5 separate regions of the Mus musculus genome follow, and all the other regions are linked to region 2. Evidence: chromatin contacts called from public Hi-C and promoter capture Hi-C data. All regions are on one chromosome and are shown on one strand. The core of a region is the stretch at or near the end of the contact, and the rest is flanking DNA. Distances in the headings are between cores, read along the strand shown.

Evidence for each region. Promoter capture Hi-C pulls out the DNA fragments that hold promoters and counts their contacts. A called contact is a pair of places that touch in the nucleus more often than the background predicts. Capture Hi-C pulls out chosen DNA fragments and counts their contacts.
Region 1: a promoter capture Hi-C map of pre-B cells shows a contact between it and region 2, with 4 times the contacts expected there. The contact joins the promoter of Med16 here to the promoter of Pias4 in region 2. A contact is called at or near these places in 3 of 39 promoter capture datasets (cranial neural crest, liver and pre-B cells), 2 of 484 Hi-C or Micro-C datasets (B cells and CD4 T cells), 2 of 115 datasets of contacts at active chromatin or transcription factors (astrocytes and pancreatic cancer cells) and 2 of 9 other capture datasets (adipose tissue and liver).
Region 3: a contact with region 2 is called in a Hi-C map of CD8 T cells, with 3 times the contacts expected there. The contact joins the promoter of Polr2e here to the promoter of Pias4 in region 2. A contact is called at or near these places in 2 of 39 promoter capture datasets (cranial neural crest and pre-B cells), 1 of 484 Hi-C or Micro-C datasets (CD8 T cells), 2 of 115 datasets of contacts at active chromatin or transcription factors (astrocytes and pancreatic cancer cells) and 1 of 9 other capture datasets (liver).
Region 4: a promoter capture Hi-C map of liver shows a contact between it and region 2, with 8 times the contacts expected there. The contact joins the promoter of Cnn2 here to the promoter of Pias4 in region 2. A contact is called at or near these places in 6 of 39 promoter capture datasets (the C10 cell line, cranial neural crest, hippocampal neurons and 2 more), 3 of 484 Hi-C or Micro-C datasets (B cells, forebrain and muscle stem cells), 4 of 115 datasets of contacts at active chromatin or transcription factors (Th17 cells, astrocytes, pancreatic cancer cells and 1 more) and 3 of 9 other capture datasets (adipose tissue, liver and pancreatic islet).
Region 5: a contact with region 2 is called in a promoter capture Hi-C map of liver, with 4 times the contacts expected there. The contact joins the promoter of Midn here to the promoter of Pias4 in region 2. A contact is called at or near these places in 5 of 39 promoter capture datasets (the C10 cell line, hippocampal neurons, liver and 1 more), 5 of 484 Hi-C or Micro-C datasets (B cells, CD8 T cells, muscle stem cells and 2 more), 12 of 115 datasets of contacts at active chromatin or transcription factors (astrocytes, cardiomyocytes, embryonic forebrain and 8 more) and 4 of 9 other capture datasets (adipose tissue, liver, macrophages and 1 more).

The regions. Positions count from the first base shown.
Region 1 is chr10:79,905,995-79,910,261 of GRCm38.p6, forward strand. Med16 (mediator complex subunit 16) reads right to left here and starts at 2,944. Exons shown (of 15, transcript NM_198107.2): 1 at 2,824-2,944; 2 at 1,497-1,662; 3 at 1,045-1,152; 4 at 771-940. The coding sequence starts at 2,901. It overlaps R3hdm4 (R3H domain containing 4), which reads right to left. Exons shown (of 8, transcript NM_177994.5): 8 at 4,058-4,267. It overlaps Gm24019 (a small nuclear RNA gene), which reads left to right and starts at 3,201; the gene lies at 3,201-3,307.
Region 2 is chr10:81,165,180-81,169,822 of GRCm38.p6, forward strand. Pias4 (protein inhibitor of activated STAT 4) reads right to left here and starts at 2,541. Exons shown (of 11, transcript NM_021501.4): 1 at 2,506-2,541. The coding sequence starts at 2,532.
Region 3 is chr10:80,037,891-80,042,381 of GRCm38.p6, forward strand. It overlaps Polr2e (polymerase (RNA) II (DNA directed) polypeptide E), which reads right to left and starts at 1,769. Exons shown (of 7, transcript NM_025554.2): 1 at 1,693-1,769; 2 at 549-723. The coding sequence starts at 1,749.
Region 4 is chr10:79,987,332-79,991,980 of GRCm38.p6, forward strand. It overlaps Cnn2 (calponin 2), which reads left to right and starts at 1,269. Exons shown (of 7, transcript NM_007725.2): 1 at 1,269-1,409; 2 at 4,029-4,150. The coding sequence starts at 1,347.
Region 5 is chr10:80,145,754-80,150,032 of GRCm38.p6, forward strand. It overlaps Midn (midnolin), which reads left to right and starts at 2,519. Exons shown (of 9, transcript NM_021565.2): 1 at 2,519-2,596; 2 at 3,929-4,279. It overlaps Atp5d (ATP synthase, H+ transporting, mitochondrial F1 complex, delta subunit), which reads left to right. Exons shown (of 4, transcript NM_025313.2): 4 at 1-65.

The sequences.
Region 1 (4,267 bases), core at 1,694-4,193, 1.3 Mb before region 2:
AGGGTCCCTTGGAGCTGGAGTTACAGATGGCTGAGTCACATGCGGGTGCTAGGAATGTAACCCAGGTCCTCTGCAGGAGCAGCCAGTACTCTAACCACTGAGCAACCTTCTTCTCTAGCCCTTATATTAAATTTGGCAGACCAAGTATCACTGTGTAGCCCTGGCTGCCCTGGAACTGGATATGTCGACCAGGCTAGCCTTGAGCTCAGAGAGAGCTGTCTGCCTCGTGAGTACTGGGGTTGGGCTGTGACACCAGGCCCAGCCTTTTGTACTGGGTGAGAGGCGGGCAATGTGGAAGCTGCTGGCCCCACAGACCTGCAGCAACCACAGAACGGAGGCTGTGCTGTGCCTCCTTCCTCACAGGCTGCCCCTTTCCCTCCATTACTGAGTAAAAAGGACTCCCAGAGGCCCCGAGTCTAACTCTGCTCCCACTTCTAACTGGCTGAACTCTGGATGCAGACGGCCAGGGGGATTCTGGGTTGTCATTAAATCAAAGTGGACTGGAATCTGAGAACAGCAGTCACTGGCTGGTTACAAAGGCAACTTGTTGGAGATAGCAGCCATTTTAAGACTCCACTGCAGACACGAGATATCTGTTAAACAGATTCACTGTACAGGGAGGGAACATAGCTAAAGGGGAGCTTCAGGGTCAGGGGCGCTCAGGGATGGCAGGTACTGACAGGTATCCCACAGCAATTGGCAGTGAGCACGGGAGCTGCACACTTGTGGTTCCATCCACCTACCCCTAGGTCCCCCAGTGGTACGCTCACCTTCTCCACATGCAGGGCCAGCTTTACACCGTTGTGCAGCCAGGACAGGGCCACGATGGGGTCCCCCTCCACCTGGCTGCCCACCGAGCTCTCCCAGCTGTTGGCCAGGTGGTCAGCCATGCTCCAGCATTTGATCTGTCCATCAGCATCAGCAGACAGTAGCCGGGACCCTGCGACCAGAGAGCTGTGTCAGGGGCCTTCCCCCCACTCTGGACTCCCAGCGGGTGGTGGCTGTCGCCAGGCTCTGGACTGAGAGCACACCCCCTGGCCTCACCTGACTGGTCCCACTCCAGGCAGGTGATGGCCTCGCTGTGGCCAGAGCTGACAGAGTGCACTTCCCAGGGGTGTTCCGTGTCTAGGATATGGATCATGTGTGTCAGATCTGCAGTGGAAAAAGAACACTGAGGTCAGTGTAGCTCGAAGTGCCTGTGTCCCCACCCACAGTGCACCTCTCCTATAAGCTCCGCCATGCTGCTAGTCCCTGGACAGGGCATCCTGTGCAGCCACATGTCTTAACATTGTTGGAAGATGGTGAGCAGTGTATGTATGTCTCTTCTCCCACCTTGCTTTCCCTGGCCTCTCAAAACCCTCTAACTGGCATCAGAGTGTCTGGCTCTGCCACCACGAGCCTTCCAGATCTGAGGCACAGTGGAGCCACACCTGGCAAGCCCACCCACATGGTCTTGATCCCCAGGTCCTAGCCAGGTAAGGAGAGCCAGCACTCACCCTGGTCATCATTGCGTAGGTCTGTGGTGAAGGCAATGAGGTTCCTGCAGGACCAGGCACAAGCCAGGGGCAGCGACGGGCAGTACGTGCTCTTGGCCCACTTCTCCCATTCGCACACATAGGCCAGGTCCATCATACCCACCGCACCCAGCACGGTCCCTGGCTCCTGGGGAAAAGGGAGGCAGTGCTCTATAGCAGCTCCCAGCTAAAGGGTGTCTAGAATGTTCTCCAGCGAGAGCCCTGCTATAAAATCCATGATGCCCCGCCTGGGGTCACTCCTCCCTAGGCAACCCAGATCAGCCTGAGCTCAGCCTACAAACGCTAAGCACCCTCCACACACACAACCGGGCCCACCCCTACCACTTCAGTCTGGGCCTCAGTCTACACTCTAGTTCAGTCTCCAAGCCTTGCCTGGGACCTAGTAGCTTAGACCCCGCAGCAGCCCATGCCACACAATACTCTCAACAAGTTAACATCCAAGGCTCAAATTCTGAGCCTTTTTTTGTTTTTTTTTTTTTGAGACAGGGTTTCTCTGTGTAGCCCTGGCTCTCCTGGAACTCACTCTGTAGACCAGGCTGGCCTCGAACTCTGAAATCCGCCTGCCTCTGCCTCCCAAGTGCTGGGATTAAAGGCGTGCGCCTGGCAAAAAGCCTGAGTCTTTTTTTTTTTCTTTTTGGTTTTTCGAGACAGGGTTTCTCTGTATAGCTCTGGCTGTCCTGGAACTCACGTTGTAGACCAGGCTGGCCTCGAACTCAGAAATCCGCAGCCTCTGCCTCCCAAATGCTGGGATTAAAGGCGTGAACCACCACACCCGGCTAAATCCTGAGTCTTAACACACACACCTCCACCACCTCCCGCCCAAGCTCGTTAAGCTCCACCCACATTGTCTAATCACCCTAGGCTCCGCCTCCAAACCAAACTGGTAAATTCAGCCTCAGTTTCTGCTCAGCTTGTGACTACTAGGTCACCTCTCTGCATCGATCTCAGATCTTTAGCACCCCCAACCCCGGCCCACCTTAGACTCCGCTCCCTAGGCCACATCCCTCTCTATCAGTCTTATTTCTTCAGACTCTGCCCCTCCATCCAACTTCTGAACTCAGGCCACGCCCCTCCCAGGGAGGCTCAGCCCCTCGGACCACGCCCCCTCCTCAACCCCGTCGCCTTAGGCTCCCCCTATTCACATCCCTCCCACAACGGCCTCTACCCAGCAAGCTTTGTTCCCAGGCCCGCCCTCTGACCCCGCAAGCCCCGCCCCTCGGCCTTCCGCTCGCGGTTTTAGCCTGAAACGCACCAGCCACGAGTCCCGTACCCCGCACGCCGTACTAACCTGTCCGCCCCGGGCGCCCAGTCGGCCCGGCGGCCGCGGTCCACACTCGCCCCAACGCCCGGGATCCGACGCCGCCATCTCTAGGCCCGCGCCGGCCCCCTCGCACAGACTTGTGGGAGAAGCTCGGCTACTCCCCTGCCCCGGTTAATTTGCATATAATATTTCCTAGTAACTATAGAGGCTTAATGTGCGATAAAAGACAGATAATCTGTTCTTTTTAATACTAGCTACATTTTACATGATAGGCTTGGATTTCTATAAGAGATACAAATACTAAATTATTATTTTAAAAAACAGCACAAAAGGAAACTCACCCTAACTGTAAAGTAATTGTGTGTTTTGAGACTATAAATATCCCTTGGAGAAAAGCCTTGTTTGTGCTCGCTTCGGCAGCACATATACTAAAATTGGAACGATACAGAGAAGATTAGCATGGCCCCTGCGCAAGGATGACACGCAAATTCGTGAAGCGTTCCATATTTTGTTCCTCAGAGGAACTGACAAGCACCCTAACATCCTATTGGAGGCTCACTCACGTTTTTTCTATTTTGTTTCTTGACAGCAGAGCTCGTTGCTCACTGTATAGCTCAGGTTGGCCTGACACTGATGAGGTTCTCCAGTGACTGCCTCTACCTACCTACTGGGATGACAGAGGTGTACCACCAAGCCACGGGCTCCTGTGTGAGTGTGTGTGTGTGTGTATAAGTGTGCCTTCCACAGTGCACGTAAGAGGACAAGGAGTTGGTTCTTGCTCTCAGATCATCAAGCTTGGCGGCAAGCACCTTAACGTGCTTAACCATTTTGCTGGCCCTCAAGTGACTGTTGTTTGAGGCAGGGTCTCACTGTATGGCCCTGGCTATGTAGACTAGCTGGCCTTGAACTCACAGAGATCCATCAGCCTCTGGCTCCTGAGTGCTAGGATTCAGAGGTGTCCAACAATGAGACCTGTCTACCACATGGCCCAGGCTGGCCTCAAAATCACTTGTCACTGGTCACCATGTGGTTTAAATGGTGCTGGGGATGGAACCCAGGGCTTTGAGCATGCTAACCAATTGCTTTCCCCATCGAACCCCAACCTGGCACCTCATCTTTAAGCATTTTACATGTTGTAAAATGAACTAATGTTATAGAGACTTTGAGGTTCCCCCGTGTCCAGCTTGCTAGCTCGTGCCCTCAGTGATCTCCCAGTCTCACCCACCCCCACCAAACCTAAAGACAAACACGGGGACAGGACTCGAGCACCAAGGCTTTATTAAAATCGTCCCTTTCCCCCAAGCTCAAAGAATCACACAGAAGGGGAAGGGAAGGAGGGCCAGGCCTGCTGAACATATAAGACCTCTGCAGTGACCACAGCTATGCTGAGCAGCAGAGGGGACAGGGGAGGGGACAGGGAACACAAGGTCAGAGGCTTCTGGCTGGAAGTCCTGGACCCCTGGCATAAGGA
Region 2 (4,643 bases), core at 1,291-3,790:
ATGGTAATCACGGAGTTCCACCACCCAGGACTGATGGCAAGCGTCTGAGCAGCCAGGTCGCTGCCATATGGTCTGGGTCAGGTTTCTCAGCAGCTGCTATGGCCTGAGCAGCCTGCTGGAGAACAGCAGGGCATGGGGACAGACGCACAGGAAGAAGCCTCCATCCATCACCCGGAGTGTATTTCCCGCCCTGGCACAGACTACCAGGGCCGAGTTTATAAACAGCATCAGCACCATGACTTCTGGAGATTCAGCTTGGGGTGTGATGTGGAGTGACAACCCAAACACAGAGAGAGAAGTGGCTGTACTTAGCTGTGACACTAGCCTAGGCTCTTTAGAAAGCTGAGATGCCCAACACAGGGGCAAAGGACGAAGGCTTGGCCCCAAGCCTGCTGCAGGCACCATTCACCCACAGGATGATGGAGCATGGTCCATTCATCCACAAACACCACAATCTCGCTTCCTGGAAACCCCAGGATGCCTCAAAAGACAGAATCTCTGGCCTGTTGGGACAGATTGGAGGAAAGCTACCAGAAAAGTGGAGGTATTGCTATCATTCTTAAAACACTGTGAGGGGCCATGACAGGAGTCCTCTGGACCATTTCAGAGTTTCAAAGAAGAGTCAAGTTCACCTAACTAAGGTGGAGGTGGAGGTCTAGGGGGCAGAGAGTCAAGTAGAGGTCATCAGCTTTTATTTAAAGAATCTAGACCGCAAAGAAGCAATCGCAGCCCTTCTCACTGAGGGGGGATGAAGGTACAGAGTCTTTGGCCTCACCCCAATGTTCTAGGATGGTACAAGGGGGACTTCAAGGAGTAAAACTGTGTTCCAGCCGGGCGTGGTGGCCCACACCTTTAATCCTAGCACTTGGGAGGCAGAGGCAGGCGATTTTCTGAATTCAAGGCCAGCCTGGTCTACAGAGTGAGTTCCAGGACAGCCAGGGCTACACAGAGAAACTCTTTCTCAAAAAAACCAAATAAAAAACAAAAAAAACTCCTGCGTTCCAGATCATAGTTTACATATCTCCATCTCAAAGTTCTGTTTCCCAAGAGAAAACCACTATGTAAATGGTGTAGATTTGGGGTGAGTAAATGGTGAGAAAGAGGGGTACACTTTTTTTTTTTTTTTTTTTTTGGTTTTTCAGGACAGGGCTTCTCTGTGTAGCCCTGGCTGTCCTGGAACTCACTCTGTAGATCAGGCTGGCCTTAAACTCAGAAATCCGCCTGCCTCTGCCTCCCGAGCACTGGGATTAAAGGCGTACGCCACCACGCCCAGCTGCACTTTTTTTTTTAAATGATTTTTTGAAACAGGATTTCTCTGTGGAGCCCTGGCTGTCCAGGAACTCACTTTGTAGACCATGTTGGCTTTAAACTCACAGAGATTTGCCTCCCTCTGTCTCCAGACCCCTGGGATTAAAGGTGTGCCACCATGCCTGGTGAGGACGACACCTTTTAATCAGATCCTCTAGAATAACCCTAAGGGTCCCAGTGGGGAGGGAAGGACCATGTCACAAGGCAGGCAGAAAAACGGGGGGGGGGGGGGCAAGTCTGAATCTTATGGGTGGGAAGATGCTTGAGGGGGACTGAGGAACTCCAATAACTCTGGAGGGACAAGTGTGCTGGAACCTTGACAGGGAGACAGAGCAGAACTGGATGTAGGCTAAGCCAAGCTGTACTTCAAGAGGGTTTAATGGGGACTCAAGTCAGGTCAGAGCCCTGGTACCTTAATGCAGAAATGGGGGAACAAGTCTAAACAATGTTCCCCTGGACTCAGTCAAGGTGTCCTGTGAGGATCAATCTGAGGAACACATAACAAGGAGGTGGTGGGTCCAGTATGCCAGGCAGCAGAGAAACTCTACAAGGCGATTCACAGGTTAGAGATGGGTTAGAGTGAGACAGGATCACTGGAGGCTGAAGTGAAGAGGTACCCCAGAGCTGACAAGTGGGGAGCGGGACTCGAGGGCTGAGTCTCTAAAATGAACTTGGGCACTTATAGTTGGCCTGAGTCTGGAGTCAGAAGGTGTCAGTCTGAGCCCCGAGAATCAGAGGACTTGTGGCAATCCCTGTAGACCTTCCCCATGCAGGCCTGTGGGGGAGGAAAGAGGGGGGGCACCCGGACCTGAGTCCTACTCGTTGCCTTGGAAACCTGATGGCGAAGTCACTTTGCATTCCTTCGGCTTCCCAGACCACAGAAGGACCCCCAGTTATGTCCCAACAGAGCTAACCCAAAGGAGAGGACAGTGCCTGCACCGGGAAAGCTGTGTAGCCACACTGTGGGAACCCCTGCTAGGGTCAGTAGAGAAGTGACAGTAGACGGCGGGGACACCCCAGGAGGGAGCTGGCGACCCCGCCCCCGGTCTCCCCGCCCCCCGCCCGCAGGTTCAGCCCGCGTCCCAGTCGCACCCTCGCCGCCCGCGCCGCCACACCCCGCCCTCCCAGCTCCCTGCGAGGAGCGGTCCGTACTCCGCCACCCGCCTGTCCCGGCCGGAGCCACTCTCGCTCACTCACTTTGGCCTCCACCAGCTCTGCCGCCATCTTGGCCACTAGCGTCCCCCGCGCCGGGAGGCCCCAGCCGTCGCGTCACGTGAGGGCCCTCGACTAAAGGGCGGAGCCTGCGCGAGAGCCAGTAAAAGCGAGTGCTGGCTCCTTCCTCCACGCCCCCGCGTCTGAGAGGCGGGAGGATGCATCACGCGCACGCGCCTACAGGAACCCCGCCCGAGGATCTGACCAATCACAACGGACAATTGCCAAATCCCGCCCCCCACGGTTATTTTTCAAGGCGCTGGCCGCTACCACGCCCACTCTGGGGAGGAGTCTGCTGCTTAAAGAAATAGCAGCACTTCCCGCCGCCTCATTTCTCTTGCTTTAGAGAACCGCTAAATTTTTGTGTTTATTTAGTGTGTACATATGTGAAAGTCACAAAACAGTCTAGGAAATTAGGTTTTCTCCTTCCACTGTGTAGGTAGCAGGGATGAACCAGCTAGTGCCTGAACCATATACCCTTTGCCCTGCTCCCTCTCTTACTGGCCCCACCTTTTCTGTAGAGTACAGGCCGAACCCCCTGCCTCGTTTTCAAATTGGCTTGCGGTGGCAACAGTTGTGGGTTTTTAAAAATTGTTTTTGTTTTTTGAGACAGGTTCACCATGTAGCCCTGGCTCTGTGGAACTCGCTTTGTAGACCAGACTGGCCTCAAACTCACTGAAATCCTCCTGCCCCTGCTTCCGGAGAACTGAGATTAAAGATGAACATAACCAAGCCCTGCGTAGCCTTGCTTCTTTAGGGCACAGAAGCCCCTCTAGCTGCATTTTTCCTTCTTTATTTGTTGGCTCAAGGCTACGCCCACTTTTCTGTGGTCTGTTTTATTTATATACTGGGGGAGACACGCAATTTTTGATCGTCCAAAGACAATCTAAGGGGTTTGTATATTTCCACAATATGGATTCAGGGAATCGAACTCAGGTCATCAGGTTTAGAGACTAACGCGAATAGGTGTGGGTGCGCGCGTTCCAAGCCCCCTAGGTGGACATCAGAGGACAATTTGCTGGAATTGCTTTCTCCTTTAACCAGGTGTCACAAAATGAGTTCTGTGGATCGAACTCCTAATAGACTTCTGGGCGATCACCATTTCAGGGGCCCTCCTTGGCTTTCTAACTACCCACAAGCCCCACCCAACCCCCAAATTTTCGAAGCTTGCACTGGGGCCACGCTCACTTCTAGCCCCGCTCTGGGTTTTTAAGCGAGAACGGCACCGCCCCTTGCTTCCGTTTCATTGGGAGGACTGGACCGCGCCCACGTGGGGAGGGTGGTCTTAAAGGTGTATGTGCTTCCTGCTCTGGTGCATTTTATGGCTCATGTTTACGGTTGCATTTTGATGAAGAGAAGGGTTGGGGATGAACAGAATGCGGCCGGGCAGGTGTCCCTGTTCCCTTCGAGCGGCAGCTGGCAGGTGTAGGGCTCGCATGGCCCTGTAGTGATGGGGTGTGAGCCTAGTCGGCCCTGTGCAGTGCACATCTGGGTCGTCTTGCGTGTGTGTGTGTGTGTGTGTGTGTGTGTGTGTGGTGTGTGTGTGTGTGTGTGTGTGGTGTGTGTGTGTGTGTGTGTGTGTGTGTGTGTGTGGTGGGGTGTGAGCCCAGTTGGCCCGGTGCAGTGCACATCCGGGTCGTCTTTCGTGTGTGTGTGTGTGTGTGTGTGTGTGTGTGTGTGTGGTGTGTGTGTGTGTGTGGTGTGTGTGTGTGTGTGTGTGTGTGGTGGGGTGTGAGCCTAGTTGGCCCGGTGCAGTGCACATCCGGGTCGTCTTTCGTGTGTGTGTGTGTGTGTGTGTGGTGTGTGTGTGTGTGTGTGTGTGTGTGTGGTGGGGTGTGAGCCTAGTTGGCCCGGTGCAGTGCACATCCGGGTCGTCTTTCGTGTGTGTGTGTGTGTGTGTGTGTGTGTGTGTGTGTGTGTGTGTGTGTTAGCATTCTGGTCGATTCTCTGCAAGCCACTCGATCCTTACTCTTGTTCTAACTAAATTAAAAAGAGAGAGAGAGAGCTCTTCCAAGCTTGACTTCTATCGCAAGCCCCCTGTGGCTTCCTAGTACCCACAAGAAGTAGAGTAAAAAGTGTTTTCTTTTGAGAACCGGTCTCATGAAGCTCAGGCTCACCTGGTA
Region 3 (4,491 bases), core at 519-3,018, 1.1 Mb before region 2:
AAGTCATTGTATAGACCAGGCTGGCCTCGACTGCCTGCCTCTGCCTCTCAAACACTGGGCTTACAGGCATATGCTACCATGCCCATCCCCGCACCCCCCAATTCTCACACTAAAAACCAGGTCCCGGGGCCACAAAGCATTAGGTATTAAAAGAGGCAAGCTGTCTGGGGAGACTGAATGTAGCTGCACAGGGAGGTCCTGGGCTCCCCAATAGCCTTCACTCCCACAAGACACCTGCGCTGCTGGCAGAAGCTGTAGAATACAGCACACAGGGGGTGTGGGGGTGGCATAGCTGGCCCTGGGACTCCCAGGCAGAAGCTATAGAATACAGCATATAGGAGCCAGGGGGTGGAGGGCTGAGAGCTGGTTCTGGGGCTTATGGGATGAAAACGACACCAGCAAAAGGGAGGCTTCCCAGGGGAGACAGGGACAAAAGCAGGCAGCTGCCACAATCTTACAGGCAGCGTTAGGCCAGAGTGGGACATGCATTCACTGGCACCTGAGCCAGGGCCTGGAGGAGACCACTCCTGCCAGCCCAAGGGCCTCACCTGGGAAGAACACAAACATCTGGTCTGTGGGGTCATCGTTGTGGGCCACCAGCACCGTGAGGTCTGTGCGCCTTGGCCGTCCTTCGCTGGGCTTGTCCCCAAACTGCGCCTTGAATTCCTCAAGTGTCTGGTCCAGTTCATCCTGGGTCACCAGGTAGCCACGGTCATGACACAGCTGCAGAGACAAGAGGCAAAGAGGCAGTCAGCCTGAGCACTTAGCTCGCAGACCTGACCCTGAATGGCCGAGGCTGGGGACTAACACTGAACTGATCCAGCAGTACCCAAACTCTGTATAGGCTCAGACCACAGCGGCCCGGCCAAGCCTCTCCTCCCCCCAACCTCAGTGGAGCAGGCTGGGATTAATCCCCTGGCAACTGTAGGCAACCTTCTGAATACAGGCACCTTCCTGTCCCCAGTCTTGAGTGTTCCTGATGAGGGAGACTAGAGCATCATCCAGGATCAGGGCTGAGGAACAGGCATGAGGTGGCCCTGGGCTCCACCAACACAGCATAAGTCAAAACTATGCATACCTCTTTATCTAATAATGGTGTCTCATGTGTTCAACTCAAAACAACCAAGAATTTTTTCTTTTATTCCCTTTTTCTTTTTCAAGACAGGGTTTCTCTGCGTGACTTTGTCTATTCTGGAAATCACTATGTAGATGAGGCTGACTTCTAATTTAAAGAGATTCGCTTGCTTCTGCCTCCAGAGTGCTGGGATTAAAGGCGTGTACCATCATACCGGCTTGTTCTGTTTTTAAAAATACTGTTTTTTCATCCTATGTGTGTCTGGAGTCCCCAGAGATCAGGACAGGGCGTCAGATCCCCTGGAACTGGGGTTACAGATGGTTGATAGCTTTCGTGTGGGCGGCTACCTAGCTCGCATAAAACCAAGTGTGACCACGCAGCAGCCCCCTCTCCCGAAACGGAGCCCACCCAGGCCTTTTCCCCTGAGGCAGAGTTAGGAGGTGGAAGCAGTAGGATTTCTAAGAGTTGAAGCCAGCGTGGGTGGGCTCCACACTTTAAACGGGGATGCATTCCAATCCAGGAGGATTGGCCCCTGCGGGAGGCGGGCCTCGGCGGACAACCCGCAGTTAGTCCGCAACTGAACGCTCGCTCGCATAAAGCTCCTCACGCTTGATCACCTGCATGATCGTCTTGCGGATCTTCCACAGCCGGTAGGTCTCCTCCTCGTCGTCCATGCTGTCGCGCTTCCCAAACAACTGTGCACGCGCGCTCGTGGAGCTGCCAGCACGGAGCCTGCGCCGGACGCACAAAATGCCCCCCGCCCCCCGGCAGTGCGCCTGCGCCAAGGGCTGGGAAGGCCCCCGCCCAGGTTCGTGCTGTCTAAGGTGAACGCCGGAATAAACCTACTTTCCACGACAGGCTGCGCGTTGGGCAGCCCCAGCCTTCACCGGGGCGGTGTCGCGCGTCGGGAAGATCTCGCGATACTTGACCTGATAACAGTTTTATTTCCCTCCCTTAGGCGTCTCCCGGGCTGTAGTCCACGCCTTTAATCCCCGTCCTCGGCAAGCAGATCTGTGAGTTCGAGGCCAGCCTGCTCTATAGCCAGGTCTACAGAGAAAACCCTGTCTCGAAAGAAAGCAAGAGACCAGTGATGAACAGCCAGGTTCATGTGCCTCAATTTCCCTTTTTATACAAGTTTTTATTAGTGTATCTGCACTTTACATGAGAAATCGGATGCAAGCACCCACATGAGGTGGCCCCCAGCCATTTGTAACTCCAGCTCCAGAGAGTCTGATGCCTCTGGCCTCCAAGGGCCACACTTACAGGTCTATACCCACATGCAGACACACAGATAAACATAGTTAAACGACTAAAAATCTAAAATGAAAACAATCGATGTGCGGGCATACACACAATGAACAAACAAGTGTGTATATGGTGGGCTAACTCGTGAAAAGTTTGAGAAGGTGGTGAGAAAATGAATCCTAGGGAAAGGGATTCCAGGGCTAAACCCTTCCAACTATACAATGGGAGTTCACAGGAACGCCCCTTTCTCCTTTTCTTTCTTTCTTATTTGTTTATTTATTTATTTATTTATTTATTACATGAAAGTACACTGTAGCTGTCTTCAGACACTCCAGAAGAGGGAGTCAGATCTCATTATGGGTGGTTATGAGCCACCATGTGGTTGCTGGGATTTGAACTTCGGACCTTCAGAAAAGCAGTCGGGTGCTCTTACCCACTGAGCCATCTCACCAGCCCTCTCCTTTTCTTTGGGGGAGTGTGCTGACTTGAAATTTGGTATAGAGACCAGGTCTCAACAGCGCAGAGAATGGCCTGCCTCTGCCTCTCAGTGTTGGGATTAAAGGCGTGTGCCACCAAGACTGGCAAGGTCTGTCCTTGGAAGTCCAGATGCCTCCATTCTGTCCTGATGTGCGTCTGACAGCTCATCTACAGATCATCACCAGTTCCTGCCTGAGAACTTAGGCTGATCCCAACTGGGAAAGACAAGTTTTTGCCAAGTACACTGAGCCCACCATCTACCCTGTAGACCAAGGGGCTTAGGCTGCTACAGTTGGCCAAAGAAGCCATGAGTGTGCAAAGGAAGGGGACATGGGCAAAGACGTTTCTTGGAGAAGAGAGCATTGCCTGGGCCTGGGAGTGGTGGCCGATGCATTTGATTCTGGAGGCCAAGTGGGTAGATTTCTGTGAGCGCTGTGCTGAACACCCCCCACCCCCAGCAGGGGAGCCCCTGACTTCCACTTTCAGGGGGGACATGACCCTCTCATTATTGGTGGTAGTGAACAGTCAGAGCCTAAGTATGTGTACTTGGGACCTTAGGAGCTTCCCAGTGGCCATGTGGATAAGTGTCACTGAGGGTGTCCTCCAGCCCTTGCATGTAGGAGCCCCTCCTCCCACCTCCTCTGTGCCTGGGATCCTGCCCCTTGTTGTGACTGGTGAGACTGGGGTCTCCCTGGCCCCTTTCCTGGGACCCTCTCAGCCAGTCCCCCAGCCCATCTCCAGCTGACTGCAGAAGCCTCTCTACCAGGGACCCCACAGCAACCACACTGGCCTAGGATCCACAGAGGGCAGCAACCAAATAACTGAGCAGATGCTTAGATCCCGGTGTGAAGGCCCCGAGACCTTAGCACGGCTGATGGAAGAGCCATACACTGTAAAACTCAGCTGAAACAGCACCAGCTGCCAAGACAAAAACATAGGCCGGGGACTGGTGAGATGGCTCAGTGGGTAAGAGCACCCGACTGTTCTTCCGAAGGTCCAGAGTTCAAATCCCAGCAACCACATGGTGGCTCACAGCCATCTGTAACAAGATCTGACGCCCTCTTCTGGAGTGTCTGAAGACAGCTACAGTGTACTTACATATAATTAATAAATAAATAAATCTTTAAAAAACAAAAAACAAAAACACAGGCCTTAGTCATCAAAGCCCATAGCTCTGGGAAAGTCTCTAAATATACTAACCTTGCTTTTTGACCTCTGTAGTTCTGCCTCTGGATACATGTTCTTGCTAGGGCTGGAGAAATGGCTCAGTGGTTAAGAGCACTGACTGCTCTTCCAGAGGTCCTGAGTTCAATTCCCAGCAACCACATGGTGGCTCACAACCATCCGTAATGAAATCTGATGCTCTCTTCTGGTGTGTCTGAAGATAGCAACAGTGTTCCCACATACATGAAATAAATCTTTAAAAAAAAAAAAGTTCTAGCCAGGCAGCGGTGGCACACACCTTTAATCCCAGCACTTGGGAGGCAGAGGCAGGTGGATTTCTGAGTTCAAGGCCAGCCTGGTCTACAGAGTGAGTTCCAGGACAGCCAGGGCTACACAGAGAAACCCTGTCTCCAAAAAAAAAAAAACAAAAAACAAAAAAACTTTTTGCTAGTGAAGTGTGTCAACCCAAAACATGGCTTTTGTGCATAAAAGCTCCTCCTGAGAAAGGCTCAGTGCTACACTGGGATTCC
Region 4 (4,649 bases), core at 19-2,518, 1.2 Mb before region 2:
GCTGGGGAGATGGCTCAGGTCTGGGGAAATAGCTGCTCTTGCAGAGAACCTGGTTGTGGCACCTGCAGTTGCTGTCTCAGTGCTCAGCACAGTGGCCTGGATGCCCTGATACCCTGCTAAGCCTGTGTGCACCCCACACAGCATGGCCGCTCTTGACAAGTGCTTTCTTTAACTATTCCAAAAAGGTCTTCAGTGTCCCGACACCTGGGGCTTCCTGCCTGGTCACAGGAACCTGTGTTGTCCACAGTTTGGGACCATCTGGAGTCCGGTGCTCCACTGTACAAATTCAAAAACTCCAGCAGAGCCCAGAGAGGAAGGATTTGTCTAAATCACAGAAACCCAGAGAGGTGGGAAGAAAGCCACCCTTTAGAAGTATCCAACCACTGGGCGTGGTGGCGCACGCCTTTAATCCCAGCACTTGGGAGGCAGAGGCAGGTGAATTTCTGAGTTCGAGGCCAGCCTGATCTACAGAGTGAGTTCCAGAGAAATCCTGTCTCGAAAAAACTATGCTTCCGTCCTATGGCCAAGGCCTCTCTGTCAAGCCCTGAGACTCCCAGCATCTGTCTGCCTGTGTTCCGTGGGGCAGGACCAGCCCCTCAGGAATCAACTTGATCCATCTACAGACTCAGGTTGAGCTCAGGCACTTACTGAAAGGATATCATCCTCAGCCACTCCACCCTCACACAGTCAGCCAGCAACCCTCAGCCCTTCTGGGAGCCCCACCCCGACCTCCAACCGATCGCCTTCTCCCACCCTCCATATTTTGCACTTGGTGTTCTAGCAGAAAGCCTTTTCCCTTTGGACTGAAAAACTCATCCATCAGTGCTCCAGCTCCCGAGGCCTCCTTCTCTGAGAAGCTCCCCTCGAGAATCCTGTCTATGCCGCCCCTGCCCCTTCCCACTGAGATGTTTGGAGAGGGAGCAAGATTCTGGTAAGTGCCGGTAGTGGCAGAGAAGGTTTCTAGCCAGATTTTAGGATTTAGGGTCCCACCGAACAGTTTTCTGTCTCTCACTATGATACAGGAGGAGTAAACTGACTTCTGGCCCAGGTCGGAAGCCCACGCCCTTCGCTGCCTCAGTTTCCCGCAACTACAAACGGGACGGCGGGCCCCTCCTGATCGGCCGGGATGCTAGGGTGGCTCCGGCGGGCGGGGGTCCCGGCGGCCGAGGGGGGCTCAGGAAGTCGCGGCCACAGGAATTCGGCGCTTCCACGCCTTATAAGGACATTTGCTCTGCCAGCCAATCGGCGGCGGGGGCGGCGCTCAGCCCCGTCCCGGGCCGTCCGCCCGCAGCCCGACCCTCTGCCGGTCCCGCTGGTCCTCCTGTCCCGCTCCGGGGTCCCGCGCCATGAGCTCCACGCAGTTCAACAAGGGCCCGTCCTACGGGCTCTCGGCCGAGGTCAAGAACCGGGTGAGTGGGTTGCGGGGCTTGCCAGCCTCGAACGCACGACCAATGGGAGCGGGGCTCGCCAGCCTCGAACGCGCGACCGATGCATGAGCCGGGACAGCTGGGCTTTGCTTTACCCTGATATCCGGAGGGTCTGGGGTGCTGTGGGAAGCTGTGGCGTCTGGGAGGCTGGGGACCCATTTTATCCGCATCCTGAATGTCACCTCCAGCCCCGCCCCTGGACCTCTCAGTCCCCGGCGCCCCGGGCTTCCTGCACTCTGTGCCCCTTGCAGGATGTAAGAAAGTTAAGGTCCGGGAGAGAGAAAGCGAGCACACGAGCGATCCGGGCGTCTGAGAGTGCCCCCTGAGGCCCCATCTTCATTACCTGTCGAAACTTCCGTTTCATCTAAGCCACTTAAGTTGGGGACAGGGAAGGGGGCGGGGCCGGTGGCCTTCTTAACAGGGTGTGGTCCGTTCCAGGACTCCCACACACACCTGGGAAAGGGCTCACTGAGAGGAACCGCAAATGCAGGAGAACACTGAAGTCACCAGTTTCGGAGGGACATCTGGGGAGCCATACAGCAAGGTGTCCTGAGCTGATGAGGGAGACACTGATCCCAGACTTAGGGGGCTCAGGCCTGACATCCTGAAACCTTCTAGATAGATCCGCCAACCACACGCACACACCTGGCACCTGGGAATGCAAGTTTCACAGTCAGCTAAAGCCAAGCAACCTGCCTAGGCACGCTGAAGCTACCAGTCGGACCCACCTCCGACTGGCACCTGCCAGGTCCCTACAAGTGACACGAGAGGCATACCTACCTCATGCCACCCATGTGCTATCCTCAGCCTGCTAGAGACAAGTTGCTATTTCACTTCCCACCCTGGGCTCAGAGAGGTTGCTCTAGCTCCCCAGAGACACACAGCATTCTGACGACCCTGCCCAATTCTTCCTGGACAGACTGGACATCTCCCTGGAACAGAGAAAGTGAAAGAAAGAGTCAGGACAGCCCTAAGGATAGAGTTTTAGGAGCTGGGTGGGGCCAGGGACAGGTCAGCACTTGCTCAGGGGATGAGCTCTCAGATCCCCTCCAACTGTGGAGCTGGGAAGTGGACCCCCCCCCCCCAGTAGCCTGCAGGGGTCACAGAAGGGTTGCATCGTCCACTGGGAGGGGGGATCCGGAGACTTTTCTGCCTGACCTATGTGCCTCAGTTTACCCCCCTAGCTGGCCCATATCCCGTGGGACTTTGTTCGGTCCAGTTGAGGAGCCTGGCCACTGGGGAACAGCTGGTCTTGATTTAGACCCGGGAGGCCACCGCATTCCTGGTAGTTTGTGGCCTGCGGGCAGGAATGCGCTGAAGGGCAGTGGGGAGGGAGGTGGCCGCAGCGGGCGGGACTGAGCCCCTGCCCTCCTCCTTGGTCCTCAGAGTGGCTAGGGACGTGGCACAGCTGGACCAGGCATGCTTGGCGTCCCTGGCCGACCCCTGTTCCCCTCTGGGCTGTCCTTGCTTTTTCCTGTGGGAACAGCTGCCCCGACTGCCCCTGCACCCAGCTAATCCCACTTCGAAGGATTTTAAAAGACAGGAAGGGGAGAGGGAGCGCCTGACAGCGAACTCTTACACAAACCAGTCCATATAGGAAACTGCCGGGCATGGTGGCGCACGCCTTTAATCCCAGCACTCGGGAGGCAGAGGCAGGCAGTTTTCTGAGTCGTAGGCTAGTGGTCTACAAAGTGAGCTCCAGGACAGCCAGGGCTACACAGAGAAACCCTGTCTCGAAAAACCGGGGGGGGGGGGGCCGGGGGACTGGCGGATGGAGAGATGGATGGGAGCACTGATTGCCCTTTTGAAGGACCCAGCAGCACTGTGACTCCAAAATCTCACACCCTCACACAGACACATAAAGTAAAGATTAAAAAAAAAAAAAAAAGAATACTGCACTCCTTTAATCCTGTGTGAATCTCTGACCTGGTCTATATAGAGAGTGAGAGCAGAGAACCCCCCCCCAAAAAAAAAGAAAGAAAGAAAGAAAGAAAGAAAGAAAGAAAAAATGAAAGGAAGGAAAGAAAGAGATGGGGAAACTGAGGCCAGGAGAGTTGAGTTTTTTTTTCACTGCCCACACAGGGCAGCTCTCCTGCTGCCTTGAGAACATGAGAGAAATCTGTAGAGGGAGCGCCCGCCGGGGGGCTCCCAGCGTGGTGCGGCTCCCAGCGCGGCGCATCGGTGGGAAGTTGAGTATGTAGGTCGGGCCTCCTCGGAGGTCGGCCAGCTGGAATACTGCTCAGCCACGAAAAAGAACAGGCCTCTACAAGTGTCAGTAGTGAACCTTCTGGATGCAAAGCCCTCTGCCTATAGGAAGTGCTCAGACACTGTGAGGATGGACTGGCGCTGGACCACCAGCTGAGCTGGTGCTGAGTGCTGGTGCTGGTGCTGACTTAACACAGCCTGTTGCTTTCATCCCCAGCACACCAAGGTGACACGTGTCATCCTGCTCTAGGGAGGTGGCGGCAGGAGGTGGCGGCAGGAGGTGGCCTGGGCTTTCAGACACCCTTCTTGCCCCGCTGTCTCTGGCCTCATCTACGAGGCCACTCCCACGGGGGCGTGTCTGCTTCTCACCTCAGTCCTAGCTCTTTGCTCTTCCAGCTCCTGTCCAAATATGACCCCCAAAAGGAAGCAGAACTCCGAAGCTGGATAGAGGGACTCACGGGCCTCTCCATTGGCCCTGACTTCCAGAAGGGTCTGAAAGATGGGGTTATCCTATGCACGTGAGTGTTTATCAGCGCACAAGGGCATCGCCCCTGAGCGCTCCTCAATGCATGGCTGCTGTATGTTGTATGTTTCTGGTTTTTTTTTTTTTTCTTGTCTTATTGCATGATCTCTCTTTTATTGTTCATTCTCTTTGCTCACTGTGTTGTCTTTTTAAATTGTATTATTTAGGGTCTACTTCATTTTTATTTGTGTCTGTTTTTCCTGCCCAACCCCACCCCATCTGTGTGCACATGATTGCACTTTCCTCAGAGGCCATAAGAGGGCGCTCCAGTCCTCTGGAGCTGGCCGTTCTGACATGGGTGCTGGGAACTGATCCCAGGTCCTTGAGCAGCAAACAGCTAGCACCCTTAAGCCCTGAGCCCTCTGACCGGCCCCTCCGTGCCTTTTCTTGCTGTTTTGCTTGGTTTCCAGTCACATCTCTGTTCGGTCTGACGTTTCTTTGCTTTTTTTGCTTTCTCTGAACACCCTAGCTCTTAGCATTCCTACTGTACGTTT
Region 5 (4,279 bases), core at 1,269-3,768, 1.0 Mb before region 2:
AAAGCCACCTGAACCGTCGTCAACTTACCCAGCCTGTCTCCATTAAACACCAGGAACCAACTGAGTGTTCTGTTTCTAACTGCACAGCACAAAGCTAGGGCTCTCTTCAACCCTGCCTGGGGTTCCTGTGTCTGGCTGGGCCCCCAGAGGCAATCGGCGACTCTGGGTAGGAAACATGGTGGCTGGTTGTTGGGGTGCTGCCTGCTGGAATGGGTGGGATGGGCAAGCGTTGAGGGCAGGGCATGAAGTAATGGGTGTGACTAGTGCTGCTGGCCAGGCAAAGCGCCCTGACCACCAGCCAGGCCCCCCTGTCCCACCCCACAGGCTCTGGGAAGAATCGGGAACCACCTGCTCCCACAGAGGCTCCGCCCTAGGCACACCCAACCTGTGGGTGGCCCTAGCCTGGCTGGCTGCCTTCCCAGTCCCAGTTGGCACCTCCTTAGGCACTTAGGCCCCTAGCTGCCCCTGGGTGGGGTGGGGAGGCCTGGTAGGGGGTGGCCTTGGCACCACCCCATACCTTTGTACAACCACCCCTCCCCTTCCCACCCCACCCCCATGGCCAGGTATTATGCTGGCTTGCCCTCCTTTTATATAACCCACTTCAGCAGCCTGAGTAGAGTGCCATGGGGGGATAGGGGGAGCAGGGAGGCTTTGAGGGTGGTGAGTAGGTCTGAGCCTGCCATCACTGGGTCATCTGAAACACCTGGACAGTGACCAGGCGGGCTAGAGCCTGAGTGAGGCCTGTCGCACTGTATCAGGGCCCTGTGTGGGTGACTCCCTATGGCCACATGTGCCTGATCTGGGCATGAGTGTGCTAGAACCCTTCCCTTCCGACACTTGCAGCCTGGGGGTATTCCAAGATAAGTCACAACATGGTCATCTAGAGCCCCACGTTCCCAGCTCAGTGGTGTGTGGGCCACAGAGGTCACTGAGGTCATCGGGCTGGACAGATGTCAACAGGAGGCCCTCAGAGCAGCCTGGCCTGGCCTAGTATACCTTGTAGTGTGAATCCTTCATATCTTCCCCACCAGAACTCAGGGAGATATCTCCTATGAGGAGGTGTGAGCTTTGGAGCCTGGCCTCAGGACAGGACAGCCTGTGCTGGCTGGGCTGTGTCCTGGGACAGCAGAGCAGTAGGGCGGGACTGAGAACCTGGAGGTTGGGACCTTCCTGGAGGGCAGGGCCTGGACAGATTACTGAGTCTTGGGCTTCATGCTAAGGACAAAGGACCACACAGGAAGAAGAGACAGGAAGCAGGCAGTCTGGGCACCCTGCATTTATTACAGTGGCTTTCAGTCTGAATGGTGTCAGAGCCAGCCCACCTCACCTATCCCTTCCCTGAGGTCCCTCCAGAGGCAAACCCTGCCTCTGACCTCCACACTGCGCAGCTTCAGTTTGTACTTCTGAACAAACTCCTGCTCATCCCTCAAAGTCTCTGGGCCTCCAAGTGTTCTCTGGCCTGACCATGACCCTGGGAGACTGGGAGTGTCTGGCACGCCTGTCTGCTTGGGGGCCCAGCATGCCTGTCCAGAATGATCAGCCAGAGAGGAAGGTGACCTAGGAAGGAACTGGCCTGGGAGGGGCACCCAGGGTGGTGGTGGTGCTCAGACCAGATAAGTGCAAGAGACCGCATACGTGGACAGGAGATGGAAGGTTAGGGAAGTGATGGAGGGTCTGGCCACGCTCAAATGACAAAGGGCTGGCTCCTTGGTCCATAGGTGGGTGAGTGAGTATCCACCCCAAAGGCCAGGGCCAGGGCCAGTATGTGCCGATGCATCTGTGCTGTGAGAACAGATCACACATGCCAGGCTGCAGAAGGCCTTCCTTTGCTTGTCTGGTACTTTGTAATTAACCCAGAGGGGCCTGGAGATACAGACACATTCAGCCAAGCCCACTGATGACCTGAGCTGACTTCTGGGACCCATATGCTGGAGTGAGAACCAACTATGCTATGGTGTAGGGTGCATTAGGGACTGGGCTACTCAGAGGTCACACAGGTGACTGGCCTAGGCAAGGCCAGGGATGGATGAATCGTCACAGAAATGGCCTCTGAGGTCATCGTTAAAGGATGAGGAGGCTAGGCAGCTGTCAGGGGCACCTACTGCCTAGCAGGTGACACTACCCTGTTTTCCTGGACCTAGGCTGCTGACTAAGGAACCCCTTCCCGTTCCGCCCCCCCCTTCCACACGCGGGCGCCCCCAGGCGGAAGCACCAGGCCAACAGGAAAGGGGGCGGAGCAGGGAAGCAGGCCAAACACCCCCCCAATCCTAATGTGAGGTGAACCCCAGTACATGGGGAGGTAGGAGTTACCCAGGTCGGTGACACCCCTGAGGCACTGCTCTGTGGGTGCTGCGAAGCCCTAGGGCCGGTGTCCCTGTCCAGGCCAGCAGGCGGTGGGGTGGGGTGGGGGGGTTAGGGAATGCGTCACCATTGCCCGGCCCCCCGCCCCTTGCCCGCCCAAACTCCACCCCAGGGAAGGCGGCGCGGATAAAGGCTCAGGGGCCGCCCGCCCGGCCCCAGACCGGCACGGCCACCTCTTGCCAGGACCCATACGCAGGTCATCTGGAGCAGTGGTGACCCAGGACCTACGGAGCCGGTGAGTAGGGGCGGGACCGCACGAAACGGAGAGGGGCCCCCACCCGCCGTAAACTTCTCAGGCTGTCCCACTCTTTGTTCTTTGAATCGTCCGCACCTAGTGTGCCTCAGGACCCGGAGCCCTCCAACTTGTGGGGTGGGAGGGGCTGCGCACTATGGGCACCGCCCTGGCGGGACTGCAGCTCACGCCCCCCAACCCCCCCCCCCCCCCCGCACTCAGCCAGTGACCTTGAACTGTTTGTAGACTCAGTTTCCCTTTATGTGCGGTCTTAAGTCTTCTCTGCATTGCTAAGTATAAAGGTTCTCAACGGACCCTCCCCACATGCAGACCCCCAATTCTTGGCGCACCCCTTCCCCAGCCAAGACGCACGGCACTCCTCCCCCGGGACTCGGGCAGCGCTCCCGGGCGGGGACTGCAGAGGGCGCGCCGGGGCTGCTGACTCACCGCTGCCCGAAGCGGGGCGCGCGCGGGCGCAGCCGGGGACGCCGCATCACGTCACGGCTTGGGCGGGCACACCTCGGGAAACGGGCCGACCCGGGATTGGGAGGGGGGGAAGTCAGAAAAAAAAAAACTGAGGGTGAGTTAGGTTAGGACGCGAAGTGGCACTGGTTCGGGAGGGACGGATCTAATCAAAGCCACGTCACCGAGCTGCAGGGCCCTGCCCAAGCTGTGGGTTCCGCCCAAGTTCTCCAATATCATTGCATCCACCCACCCACGGGGGCGGAAGACAGCCCTGTCCTTGAGAGGCCAGCTCGCGACCCTTGACCATGAGGCTCAGGGCTCAAGCGACAGCTTCCGCAGGCTGTAGCTTCCCGGACAGACCCAGCGGGGAGGCGCCACGATTTCCTGTTCCTTATTCGGGAACAATGGCCGGCTCCTAGCCTTTTCTCCCGACCGCTCCCGTTGCGGACTGAAGGGGTTAGGCTCGCGCAGAGGGGCGGGGAGGGGGGGTGCTAAGTCCTAAAACTCGGGTCCGCTACCCTCAGGGCCCGCCCGCCCTTTGTTAAGGTCTTTGGGCCTTATGAATGGCTCTGGGAGCGGGTGGGGGGTCGCGGGGGCTGGTCAGGATCGGCCTCAGCCCAACCCTCTTGGCATCTCCATTGGACGCAGAAGGGACGGGGCGGAGAGAAAGGGAGGGTCTCGCTGCCACGTGGGGTAGCCCCGCGGCGATTCTCATTGGCCCGGTAGCGCGACGGACTGGGCGGTCTGTGTGTTTTGATTGGCCGCCGCCAGGCCGGCGGAGTAAGTAGTGAATGGGAGGGGGCGGTGGTCCCGCCCATTGGAACGTTGATACATGATAACTTTTTTTTTTCTTCGTACTTTCACCCCCAGATCTTGCGAGCGGCGGCTGCGGCTGTTGCTAAGGGAAGGGACGCGCGGGGTAGCACGACCCGAGAGGGATCCAGGCACCGTGCGAACCAGGATAGCTTGCCCCGTTTCTCTAGGACCCTCCCCGTGCCGTACCCAGGTCGCTGTCATCCGCCCTTGAAAACGGATCACAGACCCCACCCCGGGGCGCAACCCAAGGATCCCACACGACCCCGGAGCACCACTCGGATTCTTGATTGCCGGCTCAATTCCTAACGTTGGGACCTTCCCCAAGGGGCGCACGCACTGCTCCTGTCCCTGGGCGCCCGCGGAGCGGAGGAGGACCTTGTTTCGGCGGGGGAGTCCCGGCTAGGA